3 separate regions of the Mus musculus genome follow, and regions 1 and 3 are each linked to region 2. Evidence: chromatin contacts called from public HiChIP or PLAC-seq data. All regions are on one chromosome and are shown on one strand. Each heading gives the region's core, a stretch centred on a gene start, on an enhancer-like site or on the middle of the called end of the contact. The rest is flanking DNA. Distances are from core to core; before and after follow the strand shown.

Region 1 (3,867 bases), core at 1,041-3,540, 270 kb after region 2:
GGTCTCACACTTATAGCTACAGTTATTAGTGTCACATGTAAAATTTTAAACACAGCCAACGTATTCACCCACTTACATGAAAGACAATGATTTCAGATTCACTCTCTGGGGGCTACACGTGGTGGCACATGCCTTTAATCCCAGCACTCAGGAGGCAGAGACAGGTAGATCGCTGTGAGTTCAGGACCAGCCTGGTCTACATTGTGAATTCCAGCACAGCCAGGGCTACACAATCAGACCCTGTCTTAAAAAATAAAAATTAGGGGCTCTGGTGAAATGGCTCAGTGGTTAAGAGCACTCACTGCTCTTCCAGAGGTCCTGAGTTCAAATCCCAGCAACCACATGGTGGCTCACAACCATCTGTAACAAGATCTGACGCCCTCTTCTGGAGTGTCTGAAGACAGCTACAGTGTACTTACATATAACAAAATAAATCTTAAAAACAACAACAAAATAAAAAATAAATTAAAAATTAAAACATCAAAATAAACATCCACTCTGCCCTCACAGTCTGCTAGGAGAAGGGTAAAGCAGGCTGACAGTTCCCTCAGAGTAACCAGAGACCCAGCAGTCCCTCCTGTCCCTAGGACTTATCCAGGAGAGCAGAAACCGTGATACTATAATGAAATGCACATGACTGGGTAAGGCTTACAGAGTTCTTGTTTTCTACAAGACAAGGGTTCACTGTGTACTCTGGCTGACCCGGAACAAACTCTGTAGACCAGGCTAGCCTCAAACTCACAGAGTTCCACCTGCCTCTGACCCTAGATGCTAAGATTAAAGGAGTGCACTGCCAGCACCTAGCTATTGTTTATTTTTTGAGATAGGGTCTCAATATGCAGCCTTGCTGTCCTTGGACTCGTTACGTACACCAGTCTACTCTCAAACTCAGACTCTGCCTCCCAAATGCTGGGTCATAGGCATGAACTGTAACATTCAGCCCAGGAGTTTGGAGGTTTTGTTTGGATTTTTTTAACTTTTAAAAAGATTATTTTACGTGTATGCATGTTTTGCTTGCATTTTGTTATCTGTGTACCATGTACACGCCTGGTGCCTGAGGTAACCCAGAGAAGGCACTGGCTTTCCTGGCATTAGAGCAGTCTGACTCCCTGATGCCTTCACCCTTTCATACAGTTCCTATGCTGTGTGACTCCCAAGCATAAAATTATTTTTGTTGCTACTTCATAACTATAATTTTTCCACTGTTATGAAACATAATGTAAGTACCTGTATTTTCCAAGGGTCTTAGGTGACCCTGTGGAAGGGTAGTTCAACCCCAAAGGGACTGTGACTGGTAGGTTGAGATCCACTGAAATAGAGTTACAGATGGTCATGAACCACCATGTGGATGCTGGAAATCAAAGCCACGTCCCTTGGAAGAGCAGGCAGTGCTCTTAACGGCTGAGCCCTCTCTCTGGTCTTGTTTTGTTCTGAGCAATCACTTTTGGAAACTGAAGGTCCCAACAGCATTGTGCTGGCCCCGAGGAGAGGGGGGCAGAGCTCCATGGGGTAAGGCACACAGTGGAACAACAGAGGACATGTGACTGGGAGATCACCAGGGAGGGCACAGCCTATTCTTTCCTAACAACCCTCTCTAAGAGCTAGCCAGGGTTCCATAGAACTCCATCAATACCTTCTGAGAGCGGTGCCTCAGTTTACCCATCTGCCTTTCATTACATTCAAGCTTTCTCTCTCTTTCTCTCTCTCTCTGTGCCTCAGTTTACCCATCTGCCTTTCATTACATTCAAGCTTTCTCTTTCTCTCTCTCTCTCTCTTTCGTGTGTGTGCGTGTGTGAGTGTGTGTGTATATGTGTGAGTGTGTGTGTATATGTCTATGTATATATATATATGTGTGTGTGTGTGTGTGCATGTGTTCCCTCCCTCTCTATCTCTTAAAATAGGGTCCCATGTACCCGGGCTGGCCTCTAACTCACTACACAGCTGAGGATGACTTGGAACTTCTAATCCTCCTGCGTCAGCTTCCCAAATGCCAGGGTATAATCATGTGCCACCACTCACACTTAGGCACAATCTCTTTTTTTTAGGTTTTTCGAGACAGGGTTTCTTTGTGCAGCCCTGGCTGTCCTGGAACTCACTCTGTAAACCAGGCTGGCCTCAAACTCTGAGATCTACCTGCCTCTGCCTCCCAAGTGCTAGGATTAAAGGCGTGTGCCACCACTGCCTGGCTCTAGGCACAATCTCTTAAGGATTCCATAACACCTCCCAAATATTGCCACACTAAAGAGAAAGCTTCCACCACAGGAAACCCTGGGGGATCCTCTCAAACCACAGCCTAACCACAGCACATACGGAAATGTGTACATGAACTGTCCAAAGCAGCACTAGTCATAAAAGCTGAGGAGTGGCTAAGCAAAAATGCAGCCTACTCATACAATCAAGAATTATTCGGTAGTCAGAAAGATCCATGCTATGATATGATATAGAATGGCACTAAAACATACCAAATGAAAAAAGCCAGTCACAAAGATCAGACTGTTCACCATGATTTACAGGCAATGTCTAGAACAGGTGGATCTAGAGGCAGAATACAGGCAAACAGTTCCCTCTCCAGGCCCAGAGGACTGGGAAGTGGTGATGCAGGGATTCAGGAGTGAGAGCTAAGCAGTTCCGGGAGTTTCTCTGAGGCAATGAAATGCTCTAATATTAATGATGGTGACGCGTGTACAAATCTGAGTTTAATGCCATTGACTGCTACTTATATTTCTGAATGTACAAACTGTATGCATATGTCAGTAAAGCTGTTAAAAGAAAAAATGTACTATACATCCAAATGTGTACCAACTAACAAGCAGAAATGTGGTATATCATGCAACAGACGTTAGCAGTAAAAAGGTACAAAAACGAGCAGTATATGGTGGTTACCACAGTCTCAGCTTCCAGTGACAACAGCTTCCTCCTTCCTTTCCGTTTTACAGAAATAAGTGGCTAAATGTTGCCATTCATAAGCTAACCAAACCTCTGTCCACTGATGAAGCATAACATGTTATCTTTTTAAAATAAATAAAATACATAGAGACATAGCAGTAGGGAAGGGAAAGGAGATGGTGACAGCCAGTACTCACTGTGAAGCCCTAGAAGCTAGAACTCACTATAGCAAACAGGCTGGCTTTGGCTTTACAATGATCCTCCTGAGCATAGGGATTACAGGCGTCTACCTCCAGGGCCAGCTAGTCAGACCCACTATCTTCTTTCCTTCTTTAATTATGTGTATTTGTGTGCACACCTGCATATGTGGGTGTGTGCAGGTACAGGTGCCTGAGTAGCCCAGAGGCATGAGATCCCCCGGGACTGGAGGGAGGCAGTTGAGAGGCACCTGATGTGGGTGCTGAGAACGGACCCAGGTCCTCTGTGCTCTCACCCGCTGAGCCATCTAGCCCCTATTCATTCAAATCCTGGAAGTACTGGTTATGAGGCAAAGCTACAGACACAGTTCAGTGGTACAGTGCTTGCCAGCAGAAGGCCTGTGTTCAAAGTCCAGAGCCTCCAAAAACAAAAGGCCGTCAAGTATGAACATTAACTAGCAGCATCAGCGACCTGAATTACTAACCTTAAACACATCTTCAACACACCGACTAAGTTCCTCTTCAGTCACCAAAATAGCTCCTGGCACCATGTCACTCTCTGGAATCTCTTGGAAAATAAATAAAATTAACCCCACTCATTACTTTTCTGAATAGAAGACACTAATAAAGCAAGGTTTTATTAGTAATATAGTGCAGGTAGAACCAGAAGATGAGTGTCACCACTGTATGACATGCCACTTACATGTGATATTCACAGAACCTCTGACGCTACTGATGTTACTCTTGTTCAGGAAAAATGAGTTCTAAGACAGAGCACTTTTGT
Region 2 (3,455 bases), core at 730-3,229:
CAAACAAACAAACAAACAAACAAACGAGCAATGTGGCCTTTATAGACAAACAGGATGGCAAATACCTTTACTCCCTGCACCCCTGGGGTGGCAGAGCTGTCTACATAGTGAGTTCCAGGCCAACCAGAGCTACATAGTGAGATCCCGTCTCAAAATAAAACATGAACTTTTTTTTTAAAGGAGTTTTTGCAAACTGTCCAAAAACATTTTTTTCCTGTCCTCAGTTGGGTTCTGCACAGGCATCTATTATGTTAACAGGGAAGAATCAGCTTTCACACCTTTACAATCACAAACACTGAAACCCCAACTATCTGAAGAAGTTGGGGCTTTGGTCTGAATAATTTCCCCCTTTTCAGCTACTAATTTTATATGGTCAAGTAGCTGTGGGTTATTCATAAAGTAAATACTTCTTAAATTTCTTTGCAATAGTTTTCTTAAACTGTAACAGAATATGCAAGTTTATTTTAAACACCCTGGGCTTGCATTTTTAGGTGTTCTTGTGAGGAGACAGGCAGTAGTAATTAAATCTGGCTGTGCAAACCGCTACACAGTGAGCTTGTTTAAGACCCTTCCATAAGTAAAGATGCGGAAACTGTTCCCTTCGACACTGATCCAGTCACTCATTACCCACACTCCTCTCTCTGGTCATGTCACTCAGGGGCTTGACGGTGGGAAACGGCACAAGAGGCCACAGGTCTGCTGTTGCCCTCAGCCAGGCAGATCTTCCTGCCTCTGCCTTTTTAAGTGCTGGGATCACAGCAGGCCCCACCCCGCCTCCCTGTGTACTCACTTCCGATGGCCTCCTGGGGACTTCTGCAGTTGAGTAGCTCCCCTGCTTCTTTCTCTACAACAAAGCACTGCTTCACACAAAAAAATGTGCTGTTTCTGTTTCCTTTACCTTTGGGGGGGGGGGGGGGCAGAGTTTACACCTAATGAAAATTTTGATCGTGTAAAAGACTAGAAAAAAATCTTTTAAATTTCTTCATCTCTCCAGCACCTATGTGCTATCAATTGTTCTCATCTACATTTACACTGAACTCTGCTATATATCTCTCACATATTATCTCATTTAGTTCCCATGAATAAAAAACTCTTTCAGGGGCCTGGTGAAATGGCTCAGCAGATAAGAGCACTGACTGCTCTTCTCCCAAAGGTCCTGAGTTTAAATCCCAGCAACCACATGGTGGCTCACAACCATCCATAATGAGATCTGACGCCCTCTTCTGGTGTGTCTGAAGTCAGCTACAGTGAATTTATGTATAATAAAAAAAAAAAAAAAGTAAACGTCTAAGTGCAGAGACTACAGGTGTGAATTACCAGACCTGGCATAACAGAATCAATTTCCAAAGGACTATAACAGTGGTTCTCAAACTGTGGGTTGTAACCTAGCAGGGGTTAAAATACCTTTTTACAGGGTTGCCTAGACCATTAGAAAACATAGGTATTTACAATTCACAACAGTAACAAAATTAAAGTTATGAAGTAGCAACAAAAATAATTTTATGGGTGGGGTCACCACAACACGAGGAGCTGTATTAACGGGTTACAGCTTCAGGAAGGTTAAGAGTCACTGGACTAGAGTATAGTGAATAGAATCTAATATTCCGTTTACAACCCTAGGGGGGTAATCAATATAGGACCTTTCATACACTACACAATTGATCTACCATTAAACTATACCTTCAAGCCCAAAATCTAAGATTGAATTTAGATTAAAATGTGAACTAGTTACAAAAACTTTGTAACTTGGGAAGACACACCCTCCCCATATATTTTTTTTTTTTTTAGACAATCTTTTAAGCCAAAACAGGGTTTGAACCTGCTATGTATCAGGGGATGATTTTGGATTCCTGATCTTCCTGCCTTTACCTCTAGTGCTGGGACTTCAGGCACAACCCACCCCACCAGGTTCATACAGTGCTTGAATCAAACTTGGGCCTTCATGCTTGCTAGGCAAGCACCCTACCAACTGAGCTATGTACACAGCCTCTAATTCCACTCTTCTCACCTCAACTCAGGAAGTGGCTTTCAGGTGTCCCCTCCCACCTCCACATCCTCTTTTTTTTTTTTTTTTTTTTTTTTTTGGTTTTTTCGAGACAGGGTTTCTCTGTGTAGTCCTGGCTGTCCTGGAACTCACTCTGTAGACCAGGCTGGCCTCGAACTCAGAAATCTGCCTGCCTCTGCCTCCCGAGTGCTGGGACTAAAGGCGTGCACCACCACAGCCTCCTTCACATCCTCTTGTTTTTAATTTTTTTATTTATTCTATAGGTATGAGGGTGTGTGTGTGTGTGTGTATGTGTGTATACACATATATATGTATACACATACATACATACATACATACTACATACATATGTATATGTTTGTCTGTGTACCATTGCCTTCATTCAGTGCCAACAGGTACTGGATCCCCTGGAACTGAAGTTACAGATATTTGTGAGCCACAATGTGGGTGCTAGGAATAGAACCCAGGTCCTCTGTAAGAGCAGTCAGTGCTTTAAACACTAAGCCATGTTTCTAGCCCTATATAATCTTCTTGTTAATTTATTATAGATTTGTGTTGTATATGTTTGTATGTGACTGGGTGTGCGAATGTCACCGCTCATGTGGAAGGTCATGTGAGTTGGTTCAGTCTTCCTACCATATGGGATGTGGGAACTGACCTCACTTGGCAGAACACACCTTCCTGCTGAGTCATTTCAATGAATCATTCTTTTTCTTCTTTTTATAACCCACAGAGAGCACATAAAAATGTAATATTAACCCTAATATCAACTAAGTAACCAAGAGAGCTCACTCAATACATATACTAATACATATAAATGGTTCTAGAAGATAGCAGGCACTGAACACAAATATCTATAGAGTGAGATTATTATTGTTATGTAAAACTGATACGTGTAGACAGGAATCCAGACAGCAAGCTTTTTGACTTCCTGATTTTTCACAACGACCAGTTTCTGCAGGCTTCCTTGTTCAGGGTCCCCCAGAATTCGTGCATCACCATCCTAGCCTGGCACTTGTCACGTCACAGCTTTGTTTTGTCACCTACTCTACTTGCCCAATGGCACACCTGTGAAGTCCATGCCTGTCATCCCAGGACTCAGGAAGTAGAGGCCAGAGGATGATCAGTTTAAGGCTCTATGAGGCCCTGACTCACACAAACTTCAAAAAAATAAACAGAAAAAAGCTACACTCTCTCCCAACCCCCAAAGATTCCAGGCCAACAGATAAAGTAGAAATTGGGATGAAAAACATTTTATCTCTGTAAGAAATACAAAGATAAAAATGTTACACATTATTGAATGTCTTAGCAAAACGAAAAGAAACCATGGAAAATACTTACGAAAAGACTAAGCAAAATGTTCTCCATTAAACAAAAAAGTTCTAGCCATTTAAGTGCAAGGAAATCCACCTTTTTCTTTGCTGCTAAGTGGATGTCTCTTGGACTAGCT
Region 3 (4,027 bases), core at 558-3,057, 400 kb after region 2:
TGATGAAAAGCATGGCCAAGACGATGGCTCCTGGGGTGGCAGTGGCTGCCTCCTCAGGGACTTGATCTTCATGTTGCTTTCTTTTCTTTCTTAGTTTTTTTAAGACTTATTTTTTTATTTTATGTATATTAGCACACTGTCGCTGACACACTAGGAGAGGGCATCGGATCCCATTATAGATAGTTGTGAGCCACCCACCATGTGGTTGCTGGGAATTGAACTCAGGACCTCTGGAAGAGCAGTCAGTGCTCTTAACCACTGAGCCATCTCTCCAGCCCCTTCATGGTTTTTTTTGCTTTGTTTTATTTGTTTTTGTTTTGTTTGTTGTTGTTTTCCCAGCTTAGATTCAATCCTTGTCTTCTGCTTTATCTCCATGAACCCCAAGGCCAATGACTGTGGGTCCCTAAAAGAGCTGCCAAATCCTTGGTGGCAATCACCACTCTCCTAACCTGGGTACCGGGTTTCTCTGGGCCTTCCTGCTACACAGGTATCATCATCTGCTATTTGGCATTTTTCAGAAGAAGGAAGAGGAAGAGGAGAAGGAGGAGGAAGAGGAAAAGGAGGAAGAGAAGGAAGAGAAGGAAGAGGAGGAAGAGGAAGAAGAAGCAGAAGAGGAAGCAGCAAAACAAATCTTTTTAAAATACATTAACGGAGTATTGGAGTGCTGGCTGAGTGGTTGAGTGCTTGCTAATCAACTGGCTAATGAACTGGTGTTCAGATCTTAGCACTTCCTCATTACTGAGCCTCCAGCTCAGAGGGATCCCATGCCCTCCTCTGGCTCTGTACATACCTACACACAGGTACATGCACCATGCATAGGTGTATATACCCATATGCATACATACACACACACACACACACACACACACACACACACACACACACTCACAAATAAATCTTTTTTTTTAAAAGACTTATTTATTTATTATATGTAAGTACACTGTAGCTATCTTCAGACACCCCAGAAGAGGGGATCAGATCTCACTATAGATAGTTGTGAACCACCATGTGGTTGCTGGGAATTGAACTCAGGACCTCTGGAAGAGCAGTCAGTGCTTTTAACCACTGAGCCATCTCTCCAGCCCCAAATAAATCTTTTTTTAAAAAAGGCAGAGTGACCTAACTCTATTGTTTTTCCTTAATGGGAACATGATATGAATATGAAGTAGACAATCATCTAAAGATTTTATCCAGCTGGGAGTGATATACTCCTGTAATCTCTGCAGTCAGGAAGTGGACTGATAAAGGAGAAACAAAAGTTCAAGGTCATCCTCAGATGCACTGTAAATTCAAGGCCAGCCTGGGCTACAGGGCTCAGTTTCAGGGAAACACACAAGGAAGGTTATCAATGTAAAGTCTAAGCCTGTAACAATCTATTTTTTAAATTTTTATTTATTTATTTTATGGATATGAGTACACATCAGGGGAGGGCATTGAATCCCACTAAGTTGTGAGCCACCATGTGGTTGTTGGGAATTGAATTCAGGACCTCTGGAAGAGCAGTCAGTGCCTTTCTTTGTTTTGTTTTGTTTTTTTCAGGATAGGGTTTCTCTGTATAGCCCTGGCTGTCCTGGAACTCACTCTGTAGACCAGGCTGGCCTCCAACTCAGTAATCCACCTGCCTCTGCCTCCCAAGTGCTGGGATTAAAGGAGTGCACCACCACTGCTCGGCTCATTACTAAAAGTTTACAGATGGTTGTTTGTGTTTGGGATTCAGATTGGCAGCATGTCACCGCTCCAGCTGTCCTTTAAACCTTTCTGGCTGTGCGTGATCCATGGCATTTGGCACTTGGGAGGTAGCCCTTTAGCACCTCAGCACAGGGCTTGTCCCAGTGCCACCTGCCTGCTTTCCCATCCCCAAGCTTTGTCACTGCCGGGCCCTGTCAGGCTCCAGTAGCACCAGGGGCAGACCATGGGACAGCCTCATTCCTACATCTCCCCGTGTGACACCCTTCACTTGGCACAGGGCATCCCTTCATCCTCTCATTTGGGCTTTGGTCTGTGCTGTAGACTTGGGTTCCACAACTCAGCTTTTACTTCTCTTTCCTGGAAACCAAGGTGAGACACAGATGAGAAATAGGAACTAAAAGAGGTGAGATCCCTTCATGTGGTAACATTACCACTTCTCCTTCCTCATCCTCTTCCTCTTCCTTCCTGTGTGGCCGGTGGTAACTTCTCTTCTCCCTCTCTGGTGGGAAGCAGGGCCGAGTTTGTGGCAAGCTAGCAGCGATTACCCTTCCTTTCTGAGTCTCTAGGGTGCCATGCAGCCCAGAACTCTGTCCAACACCCAACTGAACATATCCACTTACGTGGTCCCTAGACTTCTCAAATGCAATCCTCAGAAGGGAGTTAGGGCTGGGTGTAACGGTGTACAATGTAGACCTATAGTCACAGTATTGAAGAGGTTGCGGCAAGAGAAATTGCTGGATTGCCATGAATTTGAGATCAGCCTGGATTATAGAGTTAGACTGTCTCAAAAAAAAAAAAAAAAAAAAAAATTGGGGCCCGGAGAGATAACTGAACAGTTAAAAGCACTGGGCACTGGCTGCTCTTCCAGAAGACCTGGGATTGATCTGCAGCAGCACATGGCAGTTCACAACCTTCTGTAACTCCAGTTCAAAAGACCCAATGCCCTCCTTTGGCCTCTATAGCCAGTGCTCATATGTTACTCATAGACATTCATGCAGCCAAAATATCCATACACATGAAATAATAAGTAAAACCTGAAAGTTAAATATAACAAAAAAACTGAAAACTGGCTAGGCCTGATGGCACATGCCTTTAATTCGAGCAGAGGCAAGCAGATCTCTGAGAGTTTAATAAGCCATCCTGGTCTTGAACTCTAGCAAGTTCCAGGGCAGCCAGGGTTAGTTAGTGATACCCTGTCTTAAAACAAAACAAAACAAGATCCCAACAAAACACACACACACAAAAGATAAATAAATGTAATTAATTAAAACCCCAAAGAACCTTTTCCGGGCTGGTGAGATGGCTCAGTGGGTAAGAGCACCCGACTGCTCTTCCGAAGGTCCACAGTTCAAATCCCAGCAACCACATGGTGGCTCACAGCCATCTGTAACAAGATCTGACGCCCTCTTCTGGAGTGTCTGAAGACAGCTACAGTGTACTTACATATAATCAATAAATAGATCTTTAAAAAAAAAAAAAAAGCCCAAAGAACCTTTTCCTCAGCTGCCGCCAAGGTGCTCGGTCCTTCCGAGGAAGCTAAGGCCGCGTTGGGGTGAGGCCCTCACTTCATCCGGCGACTAGCACCGTGCCGGCAGTCTACAGCATGGCTTCTGTCTCCGAGCTCGCTTGCATCTACTCCGCCCTCATCCTGCACGGCGACGAGGTGACGGTCACGGAGGATAAGATCAATGCCCTCATTAAAGCAGCTGGTGTCAGCGTCGAACCTTTCTGGCCTGGCTTGTTTGCCAAGGCTCTGGCCAATGTCAACATTGGGAGCCTCATCTGCAATGTAGGGGCTGGTGGGCCCGCTCCAGCAGCTGGAGCTGCGCCTGCTGGTGGTGCTGCTCTGTCCACTGCCGCTGCCCCAGCTGAGGAGAAGAAAGTGGAGGCAAAGAAGGAAGAGTCCGAGGAGTCTGAAGATGACATGGGCTTCGGTCTTTTTGACTAAACTGCTTTTGTTAAGTTGGCCAATAAAGAGCTGAACCTGTAAAAAAAAAACAAAAAAAACAAAAAAAAAAAAAAAACAAAGAACAAGCCAGGCGTGGTGGTGCACACCTTTAATCACAGCACAGCACTCAGGAGGCAGAGACAGGCAGATTTCTGATTTCGAGGCCAACCTGGTCTACAAAGTGAGTTCCAGGACACCCAGAGCTACACAGAGAAACCCTGTCTCTAAAAAAAAAAAAACAAAAAACAAAAAAAAAACCAAAACAAACAAAAAAACCCAAAACAAACCAAGACAAAAAAAAAAAAAAACCCAAAGAACAGAACACTCACATAATAAATAACTGTAATAAATAATCTAAATAAAAGCAATAACAAACTATAAACATGAACA

Evidence for each region. HiChIP or PLAC-seq counts read pairs in DNA pulled down with a chosen protein or histone mark.
Region 1: an H3K4me3 HiChIP or PLAC-seq map of bone marrow-derived macrophages shows a contact between it and region 2, with 2.5 times the contacts expected there. The contact joins two enhancer-like sites. A contact is called at or near these places in 2 of 15 datasets of contacts at CTCF or cohesin (the NIH/3T3 cell line and stem cell-derived epiblast-like cells), 3 of 484 Hi-C or Micro-C datasets (bone marrow-derived macrophages, hematopoietic stem cells and induced pluripotent stem cells) and 9 of 115 datasets of contacts at active chromatin or transcription factors (T-cell acute lymphoblastic leukemia, a beta-TC-6 cell line, bone marrow-derived macrophages and 4 more).
Region 3: an H3K4me3 HiChIP or PLAC-seq map of bone marrow-derived macrophages shows a contact between it and region 2, with 7 times the contacts expected there. The contact joins two enhancer-like sites. A contact is called at or near these places in 1 of 39 promoter capture datasets (cranial neural crest) and 1 of 115 datasets of contacts at active chromatin or transcription factors (bone marrow-derived macrophages).

What each region holds. Positions count from the first base shown.
Region 1 is chr8:106,699,949-106,703,815 of GRCm38.p6, reverse strand. Tango6 (transport and golgi organization 6) reads right to left here. Exons shown (of 18, transcript NM_173037.1): 7 at 3,569-3,651. Among named protein-coding and RNA genes, the nearest start is that of Tango6, 19 kb to the right of the region's middle. Within about 2 kb of position 2,290, at least 42 of the 459 cell types and tissues checked have an H3K27ac peak or open chromatin away from gene starts, as enhancers often do. A contact at or near this core is called in bone marrow-derived macrophages, where this site is marked.
Region 2 is chr8:106,972,270-106,975,724 of GRCm38.p6, reverse strand. All of the region lies in intron 1 of Sntb2 (syntrophin, basic 2), which reads right to left. Among named protein-coding and RNA genes, the nearest start is that of Gm22085, 36 kb to the left of the region's middle. Within about 2 kb of position 1,979, at least 130 of the 459 cell types and tissues checked have an H3K27ac peak or open chromatin away from gene starts, as enhancers often do. A contact at or near this core is called in bone marrow-derived macrophages, where this site is marked.
Region 3 is chr8:106,572,616-106,576,642 of GRCm38.p6, reverse strand. It overlaps the pseudogene Gm10073. Among named protein-coding and RNA genes, the nearest start is that of 1110028F18Rik, 13 kb to the left of the region's middle. Within about 2 kb of position 1,807, at least 22 of the 459 cell types and tissues checked have an H3K27ac peak or open chromatin away from gene starts, as enhancers often do. A contact at or near this core is called in bone marrow-derived macrophages, where this site is marked.